Regions from separate parts of the Anser cygnoides genome. Here region 2 is linked to region 1. The links are chromatin contacts, called in public Hi-C maps. All regions are on one chromosome and are shown on one strand. The core of a region is the stretch at or near the end of the contact, and the rest is flanking DNA. Distances in the headings are between cores, read along the strand shown. Region 1 overlaps RASSF5 (Ras association domain family member 5). Region 2 holds the start of EIF2D (eukaryotic translation initiation factor 2D).

Region 1 (7,371 bases), core at 2,801-5,300:
TACAACAAGGTTTCCATTCCTGGAGCCAGCCTAGGTCAGGAAAGAAGGAACCGGAGAGAGCACAGACATGATGGAGAGCTGTGAAATCATGGGAGATGTTTACATTAATAACATAGTAAGTTCCAAACCAAAAGGAAGAGCACCCTCCCATGCCATCCATGAACTCATCACCAGGTGCTCTGGCAGGTGGAGGTACAAAGGTTCAGCAGGAAAAGCTCCCAGAGGTTTGGGTGCAGCCCCCAGGAGACCCCAGCGCACGCTTGCAGAAGGCCCTGGAGCAGCCCACCAGGCAAGGCACTGCTGTGCCCAGAGGGCTGCTCTCCTGTTGAGTCCTTCATGTCCCTTTCAAGGCACAATTCCCACCACCAAGAGCTATTTTTACACCACACCAGCGAGCCCAGGGAGCTGGCAGGCAGGAGCCTTGGCTCGAGTTCCCGGCTCGAGTAGCTGCAGTAGGACCATCAGCAAACCACGTCTGTGCAGAGGGGCTGCCCCTCGCCCCGTCAGCTCACAGGGACCCTTCAGCTGCTCTGCAAGGGCTCCCAGACCCTTGCGCAAACCCCATCCATCCACTCCTGAAAACCTCTTCCCCTCCTGACAGGCTGCAGACGGCGTTTCGCACCCTTCCATCCGTATCCCTTAGCTGAAGGACTTGAATTGCTACGAGGCTTTGAGAGCTCTGCACCCCCAAGCCAGCAACATGAATACGAAATGGGATGTCAGCACAAGCCGTGCAGCAGGACGCAACACCTGCATCTCAAAGCAGAAGGCAAGAATCCAAACGGCGTATTTACAAAGCTACTTGTAACACCGCAAAAAAAATCAGCTGTCCTCTTAGCAACGTGCATCCTTCTGCAGTGGCACCAAGCTCCGCAGCTTCACCAGGCTATATTTAGCAGAGCAAGAGGCTTACATCGAGCATGCACGGCACGAGCAGAAAGCGAGCGCTGGGCCCACGAAGGGTGCAGGGGTTGGATCCCCACTGAAGCCTCAGCCCTGGGCATTTTGGGGTGAAAACAGAAGAATGAGCTACAGCAGCAGCCGTGCTGCAGGGGCTGTGCAGGTGGAGCGGTCACAGCTGGCACTGCTGCCCCATGCAAAGCTTCCCCGAGCAGCCTCAGCTTTGCCACTGCAGATCACTGCCTGGGAAGTCGCCACCATTAAAAAAGTAAAATAAAATCTGATTTTGACCCTTTTGTCCAGCGTCAGTCTGCGCTCGAGCCGACCTGCAGAACAAACCAGCGCCCGGGTGCAAACCTCTGAGCAGACCAAGGGCCGCAGCCCTGGTGCTGAGCCCAGCAGAGCTTTCGCCAGCTTCAGCGGAGCCTGGATTTCACCCAGGGAGACTAATCGGGGACCCGAACGTAACGCTGTCTTAAGTACTTTGCTGGATCAAAGCCTGAATTATTAATGCCTGGTACTACACGGCAGCAGTATTTAACTGCGTGATATTAAAGCAGCTATTTCTCCAGTGCTTCTGGTTTGCTTACATTTGTAATGCTATTTACTGACTTCCAACTATGCCACCTCTTAATTGAAGTTTCCTGCGTTTCCAGAAGCCAATCCCCTTTTTTTCCCTTGGTGTATTACGGCACCCTATTAGTCTCTTTCTGAAATACTGACACTATTTCCCCTTCACCTCTCCTTTTTCAAGCAGCAAGAACTACTTGGCCAACAGCAGCACAACAGGAACGTGGCTGTGTACTCCCCCTTATGGGCCTAGGTCGTGCAAACCTGAACATCCACCTCTCTTCCCAAATCCCAGCCATCAGGGTGTCCAAGCCCAAAAGGCGTAAGGGATGCAGGCACTGCTGGTCCCTGGTACACTTCTCAAAAGCGCAAACAAGAACAGATTTATTGCTGTGATTCACCCTCATACCAGACCCCTGGCACCCCAGCAGTGCAGCCTTTCCCGGGACAGGGAATGCCCAGCCGGGGCCCCAGGGCAGGCGTACGTACAGCCTGCAGCTGTAATCAGAGGGATTTTTGCTCCCCAGGCACGTGGGGGGATGACGCCAGGGTCACATCAGTGACAAACTGCTGCAAAGCGTGGGCTCCGTGTTCATTATCAGAGCCATCAATAACCCCGGCTGCCCTCGTCACCCTGAAGAAGAAACACCTCTTCCTAGTTTTTCTAAAAATGAAGCTTTTTTTTTTTTTTTTAAAATGTCGCTGGGGGAAACCCGCTGACATTTGAGGGAGATGTAAACAAACAGCTACGGCTTCACGCCCTTATTCAAATAACTCAGGGAGAGCCCCTCCAGCCCCAGCAGCTCACGGCAGCACCACGCACAGGCGCAGCACAGCATTTACATGCATCCCGCGCCAAAAACAAACAAACCACCTTGTTGATGGTGCTTCCTCCAGATTTTCTTGACACCAGATAAAGCCAGCTGTTGAAGTGGCTGCGTGCTGCTGTGCTGCCGGTTTAGCAGCAGTGGATTATGCGAGCAAAAGCGAGGAGCGCTGCCTGTGTCCGATCCTGTCCCTCCCCGTGCGGATCAGACCCAATTCGGGCAGGTTTTGACCTGCCTGTGACAAAACATCCCCCTGTCAAACCCTTCGGGAGCAAGAAACAGGTCGTAGAGAGATGGGGTTGAGCATCGCAAGGCGACCGCCACCACGGGGACCCCGGCGTACCTGGCTGCAGGGAGGCACGAGGGTGCTCTCGGGCGAGAGCTGGCCGGGGCCGGGCCGGCGGCAGTCCAGCTGGATGAGGCTGCGGCACTGCGGGTGGCACGTGTACCTGCAGTCTGCAGAGAGAGGAGAACACAGTGAGCACCCGCTCCCCGCTGGGGGGGAGCCCGGGAGCCCTAAGGCAGGGTCTCCGAGCTGCAGACGGGGGCAAGCAGCAGCAAAGCCCAGCTGTAAAGACCGCTCCCGCGCCCTCTCCCCAGGGAACCTCGCGTTAGGACGCTCTGGCACGGGCAATGCTCCCGCCTCGTGTCCTGCCGCCTTTCCCCGACCCGCTGGAGCACCAACATACCAGACACGGGATGTGCCCGAGCCCCACCAGACCCACACGGCCTCATGCCCCTTCCCTGCTGAGCTTCTGAGGAACGCCACAGCGCCAGCAGCAAAGCTTGGCCACGAGAGAAAGGACGCTTGATTTCCTTTTCATGAGGAAAAGGACGCTTAATTCTCCAGCGTCAAGGGGCAAACCACCCCGGTATCAGACAGAAGTCAGACTATGTCAGGTCACCAGCTGTGAACATTTCAAAGGGGGGTTGCAGTGACCGAGGCGTGGATTTACCACCAGAGTGCCCCAAAACCAGGACGCAGGTGGTGGCCGTGACCTACAAGCCCCCGGCAGGCTGCCCTGGGGCAGCCAGGCGTTGGCACAACATGTTTGCTTTGGCTGCTGCCCCGTCCTGCTGCGGGCCATTAACTAGCTCCAGGCAGGGATTCCACGGAGAGCCCTGGGATCGCCTCCTGGGGCACGCACCTTGCTCTGCCTTGGGCACGGCCAGCACCTCCTGTCCGACATGGCAGCAGTCACCCCCCCCCCATCCCCCCCAGGGTTTTTCCCCCAAAAGCCACACTCCTCCGTTCTCCCCTGAGAGCAGCCACCAGCCTCCTTCTGCTTTAACAGCCCTTCCAACCCGTTTAATGTTTAACTGCCCTACAAATGCCATTAAAGCAACTTTTTACACCATCCAAAATTCCAGTGCGGTCACTGACCTGAAAAATAAAATAAAAAAATCCCCCCCAAAGCAAGGCAAAAGAGTTGACGCAGCAGAAGGAGACAGGACTTTGGATGCTCTCGGGTGCACCGAAAGCACGCCTTGCGCTTGCTGCTGCAGTGCAGCAAACCCACGCAGCGACACCACCGCGGCCGAGCAGGATCCTTCCTGCCCCTGCTGCCCCCAGCGCATGCGCGACACGAGCCCAGCAGCACGGCGTCCCCACAGGCCTCGGAGCCCCCACGGCAGCCAGCAGCTCGTTGCAAAGCAGCCCGGGCTCCCCCCGCCCCTCCTGCTGCCTCTGCAGCACTGCGTGGCGGCTCTGTGCCGTTTTTTGCTATTTATTTATTTTTGCACTGCTCTGAGTCGCTTGGAAATCTATAGATATTTCACCAATGCCAGTAGGGTCCTTTGATATCTCCATGGAAATCGGCTGGCGCTCGAGCAAGACGGGCTCGGGGCAGCTCGCGGCCCTGGGGTGGAGGAAAGCCGGGGCTCCTGCAGCACGGGGACAGGAGGAGCCGTGTCTCGCGGGGAGCAGGGCACTGCTGGGGCCCCGTGGGGACAGGAGACCCCCCTGGTGCTCTCCCAAAAGAGCCAGCACAGCTTGAAGCATGAGATTCCTTTACTGCTGTGAATTTCACATCATCACGCACCTTCCAGAGCAGACCTGGAGCGGGGGATATGCCTCGAAGCTCCCGGCAAAGGACTCGCACATGCACGTCTGAGCCCCTCCAAAAACCAGTAACGTTGACACCAGAACAGGAGTCCCCTCTGCAGGAAAACCCACATTTTCCTGTATTCTACTTATTTTTCCCTCCCTTTGGCTTTCAAGTCATTGCTTTTGAATGTCTCAGGTTTGCAGGAAAGCAAAGCAATGTCCCACCTTTGCTCCAGCAACAGGGATTCCTGCTCAGCCCCACGAACGCTCCCACGCGGGAATGCCCAAGAACAGAGCTGGTGCCTGGGGGCAGAGCATCGCCTCCAGGGGAGGCAGGGGAATCGTTTCTCATTCATCTGGCACCAGCTGTCTGTCATTCTCCTCTTCCAAGTCAGTTGTCTCAAGTAAGCCTGGGGGAAAGCAGGGAGCCTTGCCTTTTTTTTTTAATTGGAGATAAGCTGAGCAGTTACATGGTAATTTAATGCATGACCTTCTGAGCAACTGAACCAGGGGACATTCACCAAGTCTCTGCTGGAGGTGCCAACCTGAGGGGGCTTCAGGTGCAGCCCCCCCTGAGCACCCGGCGCCAGCAGAGCAGGGCTCTGGGTCCCTGCGTGAGGCCACCAAGGGCTGTGCTGCTCTCCTTACCCCTGACCAGGAAAAAAAAAAAAAAATTAACCATTCCCTGCTGCCTATTTTATCCAGGATTTTCAGATTTAGACAGCTTGCCCCGACCACAGCCCATGGGGCAGGAAGGCTGCAGCACCTGCACGCGGCGAGGTCCGAAATACGTAATATTGACCACAGAAATCACAGCTCCCGAGCACACCTCCGGATCGGGCCCATTGCGGGCAGGCATTTCTTTGCAGGATTACAGCACGACACCTCCTTAGTCACCAGCACCTATTAGCAGACCTAATCACCCCGTATCTGGCAGGGAGCACTAATTTTAGAAAGCCAGCACAGCTTTAGGAAGCAGCCACGTGACAGGCTTGCCAGGAGCCACCGAAGCAGGATGCCTCCACTTAGGCTTTGAGATAATTTCTATTCCAGTCGAACAAAGCAACACTTGGAAAGGCAGTTTCTTTTTAAAGGGAAAAAAAAAAACAAAAACCCAAAAATGTGATCCCAATATAGAAAAAGAGAAACACACACAAAAAAACAAACTAGTGGCTGAAAAGAATTTCCCTTTATCCACAGATAAAGTTTCTAGGGGAGATAAAGCTGGATGGTGCAAAACAGCCCCATTCATTTAGTCCTAAATATAGCTCTGCAGGCACCCTGCCCGCCCCTGCCCCCCAAATGCCCCAGATGCTGCGGGGCATCCTTCAGCCTAATGCTTCTAAACTGTTTTTTGGCTGAAATCTGCACTTCCAGCAGCGGCGCTGCGGCGCGCGCTAGGCGGAAAAGCGGCGCGATCAGAGAGGACACACCACAAAACAACCCGTGCGATGTTCAAATCAATCTTGAAATTGCAAGAATTATCTCAAAGCTCCAGTTCCTGGTTTGCTGAGGATCCTGCCACTCACGGAAATAAAAAAAAAGCAGAAATCCTCCCAACATCAGCAAACCCACAAAAACGTGGGCAGGGAGATCTTGGCCAGCACGACGGCTGAACGCCATCCGCAGCACACCTGGAGCCTTCCTGTGCTGAGATTTTCTTCCCTTCATCCTCCAGCCCCGAAATCCCTCGGGCAGCTCACGCACGCGCGTTTGGAGCACGCCACGCACGAGGTTTGCCTTCGTGCTCACCCGGAGCCACCCGACGTCACTCGGGGTAACCTCAGCCGAGGCTGCAGGATGTGGCCCTGCGACCTAACGAGAGCTGCGTGTCCCCTCCTGGTGGGCAGGATGGGATCAGGGCACCTCCGCAGCCTCCACCCAGCGCATGCAGGAGAGGTCCTGAGCTCCTGGGAGGCACCGAGCACCTCCCGACACCCCCCGCTGCAGCCACTCAGCCCTGCCTCTGCCCCGTGCCTGCACCCAGCAGTCGAGGGCTGAGCAGGTTTGGGTCTAAATCAGGTTTTTCATTTTTCAAAGCAGGTGGAAACTGAGGGAAGGGTTTCGCCTGTCCAGACCCGACCCTTCTGGTGACAGTAACTTGCCCAGGGGTCCCCTGCACCGCTGCAAGGCCTGGAGCACAAACCAGCTGCCAGGCAGACGATGCTCTTGGGCCAGATTTCCCAGGGAAGCCTCTCTGGGGGCTCCAGGAGCAGGGCCAGCACCTTTCCCACCACGCTCCTTTGTGGCAGGTTCAGGGCAGCCCTGCAGGAACCCCATCACACCTAATTAGCAGCAGAAAGCCATCACGCGGCAGCTACAGACACATCCAGACCCAGCAGCGCACGGTCCCCTACCTTTCAGCAGCAAGACCTCCCTCCTCGGCCGCTGCAGCCCCTCCGACCACGACTTCGACTTGGGAAAACGCCCGAAAATTTTGCGGATTCGCTTCGTTACAAGCCCGAAGCAAGCGGCTGCCTCCGCTTTCCCTCCCGACATCCTTGCGAGAGGCGACCGAGCACTCCCCGGCCAGCACGGGCAGCACGGGAGAGGTGCTGGGCACCGCACGAGCTGCGCCTGCTTCCACGAGAGGCCTTCCTCCCGTGGAGATAACGCATCGACATCGCCCATTTACAGCCCGCTGCTGTTTGACGGATATATATATTTATTTATTTTTTTTAACAAAGAGGCAATGCACAGCTTGGGGCTGGTGCATCTCTGGGCTTGTCCTGCTAGCCATGGAAAACTTTCTATTTCTGGGCCTTTTTGCTTGATAAGATAAAACAACCCAAGGGAGGAGATTAGAGCCGAGAGGGAGCGCAGGACCCAGCCGCACACGGGAGGTCTCGCTCCGATCCCCTCCCTTCCCTTCGCTGCCTTTCCCCTGCAGTTGTCTAAAGCCTCCAACGTTTAATGAAGTGTTAGATTAAAGGAATACACCGAGGTTAACTGTATTTATAATTTTGACTTGAACTCTGCAGATGTGTAGCCAGGTTTTAGACCGATGCCGCTGTTCTTTCACAGCAT
Region 2 (7,371 bases), core at 1,699-4,198, 34 kb before region 1:
AACAATTCTAGTTAAATTATGACTTAAGCACTACAGTTTAGGATTTCCCACATGCCCCCCACAAAACAATCCACTACTCCTGAAACCCGTACATTTCTTCTGCTCTCCCTCAGTATTGCTAAAAGAGGAAACACAGACCGGCACTACTGAATTTGCTCAGTGAATGGCACGGACCAAACTAATTACTAATGTCTGTTACAATAAGTTTACACAAAGTGATGATTTTCAAATGCATCTTATTTGGTGAAATGTCTGTTTTCACTTTCTAGAGGGTTGTGCTTTTTTTTTCTAAGCACAAGCTCCTTCACTTCTGCCAGAATTCAACAACAGCCAAAACACGTTTGTGACACGTATAAAGGTCAGATCTCTGTACAGCTGAACACGACTACTACTGCTCAGTTGAAACAGTTTAAGAAAAGATCCAATAACTCCATACCTGTTTAGGAAACACAGCTGCTACAGAGAAACACGTTTACACCTTCAGTCCACAAAGACCTATTTTGCTAGCTAATGAAGTGGAAGATAATGCCAAAGTTTTCAGAGAAGAAAGATACTTTTGTAAGGCGTTTGGAAGACGCACAAACCCACACTGAAGTCCTGAAATTTTCATAAGTGAAACTGAAATGGAAATGTGCAAGAGTTGAAGCAAAAGGTGTAGATTTACATACTTATCAGCATACTAGGTGGCACAGCAGAACACTTCAACCCTTTGTAAAATAAATTTCTTAATTAAAATAAGAGCTGATGATAATAATACAGGATTACTGATGCTGCCTAGCAAGTTTTGCATTCAACAAAATACTCTACCATTTTTATATTTAGTAAAAGCCATACTGCTAAATAAGCTACTAAAAGGCTGCCACATCCCACTTTTCTCATTTACTCTCTATAGTCGGCTACAATGCCACACCAAGCCTCCACACAGGAGACTTCAAAATACTCACATTTGATCTTCCAAGGGAAGGAAGTCCTGAGGGGCTTTGTTCTTCATTTGTAGACTCTTGGTACCTGATCTGATCTATCCTCATATAGGAATCATATAATCCGTCTCCAAACCTGGCTGGAAATGTGCCATACACAAACCAGTTAGTCACAATGATACAGAGACAAATGATAAAAGCGTACCTCATGTTTTAATAAAACCTTCAGTTCTCTTTCAGTTGGTAAATAATCTTCAGAATTTAACTATGATGTTTGGGCTCTATTTTAATATAGCCCCAGAGTACACAGCTCTTTGGAAACCTTAATTTATGACACTTTTAATTTAGAGCTTCTCTTTTTTAATCGATTTTTGCACTGCAAACACATCCTTAAGAAACCTTAGCCAATATACTCCCCTTTTTTTCCTTAAGCAGGATAATCCCAAAGTAGCCTCATTGAGAGCGACAATAGAAAATGAGCGCACGCTTAGGCACTTGATCGGACTAGCCTTCGAAGTAGGTTATCCCTTAAAAATGATACGAGGGAATTAGCAGATTTGCTGCAAGAAGCCAAAAAAAAAGGGGGGGGGGGGGGAGGCGGGGGGGTCGCGTTGGTTTGCCCAGCATCCCACAAACGCAACTGAAGAGCCTAAAGCCGAACCCCTTAACGCAACCGACATCAGACCCACGAGCGGCACCACGCTGCTATCGCGACACCGCATCCCGTCAGAGCTCCTGTCGCGACACCGCATCCCGTCAGCGTTCCTGTCACGACTCAGCCGCCTGGCCCAGGATCCCGGTCGCGGCCCCGGGGGGCTGAGGCGGCCCCGGGGGAAGCCGCCCGCCGCCTCCAGGCCCCCCCGCCCCACCAGCAGCCCCCCGAGCGGGGCCGGCTCCCTCCCCCGGCCCCGTGAGGGCAGCGGCGGCGCCGCGCACCGGGGCTCGGCAGAAGGGGAGCCCGGAGGCCGCATTGTTCCGCCGAATCCCCCCACACACACCCCGGGGGGGACCCCGCCGCCGCCTCACCTGCCCCGAGGGGCGCCTCCGGCTTCCTGCCCAGCAGCATGGTGGCGGCGGGGGGCGGCCCCCATCCCTCGTCCCGCCGCCGCCGCCGTCAGGCCCAGCGCTGCCGGGGCGGGCGGGCTGCGGCCGGGGCGGGCGGGCCGCGGCGGGGCCGCCCGTTGCCAGGGGAACCGAGCCCCCGGCCGCGCCTGCGCACTGCGGCCGGGGCGGGCCGGGGCGGGCAGGGCGCGGCGCTGCCCCCTCACGGCGGGGACGGGGCTGAGGAGCCCCCCGCCGGCGGGGAGCCTCGCGCACGCCTTCAGGCAACCGTTAGCGGCCGTTTCCTTCACGGGCAGGGCCCGGCCTCGCCGCACCGTCTCCTGAGGGAGTCGTGGAGCTGCCTTCCAACCGAGGAGCCCCCGCTGTGCCGCCCCCGAGGGGCTCGGCGCAGCTCCGGCTGCAGAAATAACGCCCCGCAGCCGCGCCGGCCTCGTTTTTCTTTTTTTTTTCTTTCTGTGGGCTCAGGGGTTGCAGTAATCAAGCGACGCCCGAGATAACCGGCGGTGCAAGCAGGCTGGATTGCTGTCTGTGACACGGAGATAAAGGCTCTCCCCTAGCACCGTGGAGGTGTTGGTCGCTGTCCCGAGCCCCCTGCACCACAACAGACACTAAAAAGTGCCCCTCTCAAAGTCGTTTTCTGTATTTTAGGCTTGTACCCAAAACCGCTTAGCTTTATGCAGCCTTTGGGTTTTACTACCTCCTCCCCTCTCAGCATGCTGGTGCCTCATCACTCCTCGTCCGTGCCCGTGGGGACCTAGGCAGTGCTTCCCCTCAGCTCCAGCGAGCACCCTCCACGAAACTAAGCGTTTGGAACGAAGAAAACTTATTAATGCAAAACCTCCCGCAACACCCCCACGCCTTTAACCTTCCCCGCTACCAACAGCCTGGCGGAGCCTTCACCGCCGCCTCCTGCGCGGCGTGCAGGGATTAAAACAGAGCAGCCCGGAGCGGCTGGATCCCGGGCACGGACCGGTTCCAGCTTTGGGGACGTTTGGTGGCTGCATTTTTGCTCTAAACTCCCCCGGAGCCGTGCCGTGCCGTGCCGTGCCGGGAGGCGGTTTCCACCCGGACGCCTTTGTGCCGCGGGACGGCGCCATGGCGGCTGCCGCGGCCTGAGGGGAGCCGGGCGCCCGCCATGTTCTGCCGGGCGTTCCGGGTGCGCTCCAGCACCGCCATCAAGGGCTCCGACCGGTGAGTGCCGGGCCGCGGCCGCGCTCCGCTGAGGGGAGCGGCTCCACCCGCCTCGGCCGAGCCGGGCTCGGCCCCGGGGCGGCGGTGGGAACAGCGCTGAGGCGAGCGGCGCGTCCCCGGGCGCAGCGGGGAAGGAGCCGGGGCCTGAGGCGCGGCTGCTGTCGCCTCGGGGCTGTGGGCGCCGTGAGCTCCCCCCCAGGACGCAGACTGCTTTGTGCATGAAGGCACAGCCGTAACTGGGCTCGCCTAGCTGATCTGTCTTTATCTTGGCTTGCGTCGCGGTGCTGGGCTGACTTGTTGGTATCTGAGATTCACCCCACGCTTCTGTGCAACACCCCACAAACCCCATTTTGTGCCTCTTAAACATCTCTTGGAACTGCCCAAAGAGCGTGTGGGGAGAGGGACCCGTCTACAGCCCCTGCAGTACTGTGCTGGAGGGTGGTGCTGGCAGGCCCCGTAGCGCAGGTGGGTGCTCGGGCATTCGGAGCCATCCCAAAATCACAGAGCGCCACAGCAGCTGTAAACAGGTGTTAAGGAAGAATAGGAACAGGGAAAACGTATTTGGCCTTTTCTCCCTGTGTTCTCCCAGCATGCAGCTATTTCATGTGTAAACCCAGACACAGATGCCCCAGATTGTCTTCAGGGAAAACGTGGGAATCCTGTGAATAGCCACCAAAGTAGCAACTGTTTATGTTGGAGTTATTTTACGAGAGGGTCTAGACAGGTTTGTAACATGTTTGTGATTTTATCATTACAGGAGAAAGCTACGAGCTGATGTTGCAGCAGCTTTTCCAAATCTTAGTGGCGAACAATTAACTGAGTTTATTCCAAACAAGGAGGAGCTTAATGTCGTCAAAATATACACTCACAAAGGGGAGGCTGTCACGGTTTATACGAACAACAGGAACCCAATACTGTTTGAAGTTGAGAAAGCTCTGTATCCAACAGGTATGGGTAGTGGACTGGAATAATCCTCCCTCTTTACTTACTGGACACCAACTTTTCCCCAAAAGATTTGCTTGTGTCTAAGTACTTACCTGTCTCCCATCCCTATAGTATCTGCACGCTTCGTAATCTTTAATGTGCTTATTCTACCATATTCTGTGTGAAATCCAGCAGCATTTCTGGATTCTTTTGCAAAAGGAAAATTGAGGTGCTGAGAGGATAGAAACTAGAAAACAAATGTTTTAAGTCATAGGATAGCATCGTAGCACCTTTTCCTCTTTTGTCCACTGCAAGGTGTTATTCCAACAAGCAGGATGATGTCCACTTTCAGACAGCCATGGAATTAGGCAACAAACTGCTGTGATATTCTCTGGTTTTATTTTTCCCATACACAGTAATTCTTTCCTGTCCGAGTAGCAGTTTAGCTCAAAGTGGCCTCCTTGATTTAAGGAAAATAATTCAAACATTCATCTATATCCTTAAAATAATTCACGTAAAGGAACTGCTGCTTAATTTAAGCTTTTCTCCATCGCATCTATTAATTATATTAGGATCATTCTGACTTTAGATGTCTTGATTATCTGAATAACAGGCGAGTGGTTAATAGTGGTTAGTACAGTACAGCTTAATCTTAAAGATGGTAAGAAGCAACAACTAGTGAAGTATTTTACTGATGCATCTTTAAATTCTGTTTTGGGACAGTGTATGCTTTGTGGGTCTACCCAGATCTTCTCCCTGCTTTTTCGACATGGCCTCCCGTGCTACAGAAGCTAGCAGGAGGAGCAGGTAAGAGGACTAGAACTTTGTCACATCATATTGCGAAAAGGAATTGCCTTTGGGGCTTTTTGGTGTTATCTTTCCCAGTGACAAAAATGTACCTGCAACTATGAAAAATGAAAAAGTATAACGAGTATTTACTCAGAAAGTACTTCATCTTGGTATCCCTAAAAGGAAAATAAATTAGCAGTAGATAAATTTGTGAATGAGAAAGTAGGTTAAGCTGTTTAAACGCTGTAATCTGTTCCATGTGAGAGTCTCAGGTTTGGAAATTCCTTCTCAGGGTGTAAAGTTGATCAGTGACTTTGAACTGGGACACTGAACTGCCTGTGTAACTGGTCTGGTTTTTATAACACTCCTTGGGCAGCTGACTTCATCTGCTGCCATCCTGCTTCCTGTCAATTCAGAGGTGAGCTCGTATGGATAAGGTAGTTGACAGTGATTAGGCTTGTAGGTTCCAATATCAAGTAAATTGTGGATTGTGAAGGTGAGGTTGGATTTGAATTCCTGGATTATTGGCTCTATCCGCTACTTATGGATCAAGACTGGCAAGAAAGGACTCATATTTTCTGGAACCTGCTTTGGATGCAGTTCAGAATCATGAGAGTCAGGCCTTTAGAACATGAAATAGCAGAACTGCTCAACCAGGAAAAGATTGAATTCCAGCCGTTGCAGCCTTAATCTGTAAGTGGAAGTGTACAGTGTAGAAAGAGATGTCTTTTCCATTACGCAGTATCTAGAGTAAAAGTACTCAAATCCCTCTGTTCAGTTTGCTCTTGGGGAAATAAAGTGCATGAATGTGTAGCTGTGATAGACATCTAAGCAAGCCTTGTTGCTGACTTGTGGCCTAGTTTCTGGAGAAAAAAAAAAAGTTAATGGGGGAAGAACATTGATGAAAGAGGGATGCAGGTGATTCATTTCCCATGGCAACCAGGCTACCTCTGGGTACGATCCAAAGATACGATAACTGGGCACTGAGACAATGGCCAGTGAAAGCAGAGAACAGAGACAGAGCCATGCCGCATAAATAGGAGGAGGGGTACGAGACTATCCAGCACTACAGATGTGGAGAGAGGGAGAGAGCAGACTTTAGGGAACAGTCAAGAAGCAAGGCAGTGCTGTTCACGATACCTGTTCCCTGAATTCAAAGATCTCACTGCCTGCCCTGGTTATTTACATGGTACATACATGCTGCTTACCTTGTCATGCTAAGGTTCTTATAATGATTTCTGTCCTCAGAGATGTGGAGCCTTGGTTGCAATTGCAGAGTTCATTCTAGATTTTCTGGAGGTAGTTGTGACAGTGAATGGGAGGAAAAATATTGGTGGCCTCTTCAGCATACGTATTAAAACTAAGATGCTGAGGAAAAAGTGGAGATGGCTTCAAACCAAACCATGGAACGCAGGTCAGTCCATGAGACTGCGAGGTCTAGATTATTCTAGCTACAGGGAAGGAGAGCAGATGACCTTAACGTAATTTGGTGATAACATGGTGCTGCTATATATGTTGCATGGAAAACTTGAACTCATGTGCCAGTCTGTTCATCCCAGGCACGGAAAGTGGAAAGAAGCACACGACAAAGCCCGCTTGTTTCTGTCCAGATCAGCAAGGAGATGGTTCAGGCTGCTTCCTCATGCTGAGGAGAGTTCGCAGCTGAGTGCTAAGCTATTACCAGATCAGGAGGGTCGGGTAAATTGGGAAATTGTAGGCAATTCTCTGTTCTAGGAGAGAGTTGGTGGGATAACCTGCCCTTGGGACAGGGAAGAATAAAAAGGTGGTTCCACACACGTCTTTATTCCTGTCTCTTTCCATATCATTAATAAAGAGCAGTGCTGTCTGGCCTGGGAGCTCATACCTTTCTGTTAAAAGCAGTGCCCCTTTGGGGCCTGACGGGCAAGGGGCTGAGCATTTTTAGCTCTTCTTCTTTTTTGGGATGTGCACGCCATCATAAATAGGATCCTTTAATCCACAGGGTGGTAGCAGGAAATACTACCTTACTAGGAAAAAACAGAGAATCATGTTTTCTCTGGCATGGGCCCAGCTGTTAACAGGCTTGTGTTTTTGCTGAGTAATGGGGAGGGGGTGGGCGGGGAGTGGGGGAGTGGAGGAGGTCGTGGCTGAATCTTTCATTGAGAAATGGATGCTTTTTTCCAGATCTGATGCTGCCAGGAGTAATAGTGCCACCTTCTGGCTTTCCGCAAGTAGAGCGGGGCATGCTCTGTGCTGTCACCCTCTTGGGAAACAGGTACGGAGGACTCCTTACTCATACCTTGTCTTAGAAACTAACGCTGAAAAGAAAGCTGTTTTTTTACATGGAGACTCTGGGGCTTTTGAGGAAATAAAAGCAGAATTATTCTCGTGCATTTGATGCACGGTGGACCTAAGGCACGTAAAATTGGGCAGAAGAAAATACCCAGTTAAGTTTCTGGGTTGGGATATGTTTGAGCTTGGGTGAAAAGCTATGTAAAGTGGTTCG

What was found. Hi-C and Micro-C count contacts between places; a contact is called where the count stands out from the background.
Region 2: a Hi-C map of liver shows a contact between it and region 1, with 4 times the contacts expected there. The contact joins the promoter of EIF2D here to the enhancer-like site in region 1. A contact is called at or near these places in 2 of 7 Hi-C or Micro-C datasets (both in liver).

What each region holds. Positions count from the first base shown.
Region 1 is chr25:4,858,665-4,866,035 of Taihu_goose_T2T_genome, reverse strand. RASSF5 (Ras association domain family member 5) reads right to left here. Exons shown (of 6, transcript XM_066982846.1): 2 at 2,641-2,753. Among named protein-coding and RNA genes, the nearest start is that of RASSF5, 8.8 kb to the right of the region's middle. Within about 2 kb of position 4,050, at least 2 of the 3 cell types and tissues checked have open chromatin away from gene starts, as enhancers often do. A contact at or near this core is called in liver, where this site is marked.
Region 2 is chr25:4,891,093-4,898,463 of Taihu_goose_T2T_genome, reverse strand. It overlaps EIF2D (eukaryotic translation initiation factor 2D), which reads left to right and starts at 2,948. Exons shown (of 15, transcript XM_048071028.2): 1 at 2,948-3,173; 2 at 3,931-4,121; 3 at 4,821-4,904; 4 at 7,050-7,140. The coding sequence starts at 3,118. It overlaps DYRK3 (dual specificity tyrosine phosphorylation regulated kinase 3), which reads right to left and starts at 2,849. Exons shown (of 3, transcript XM_013189733.3): 1 at 2,680-2,849; 2 at 945-1,060. The coding sequence starts at 2,710.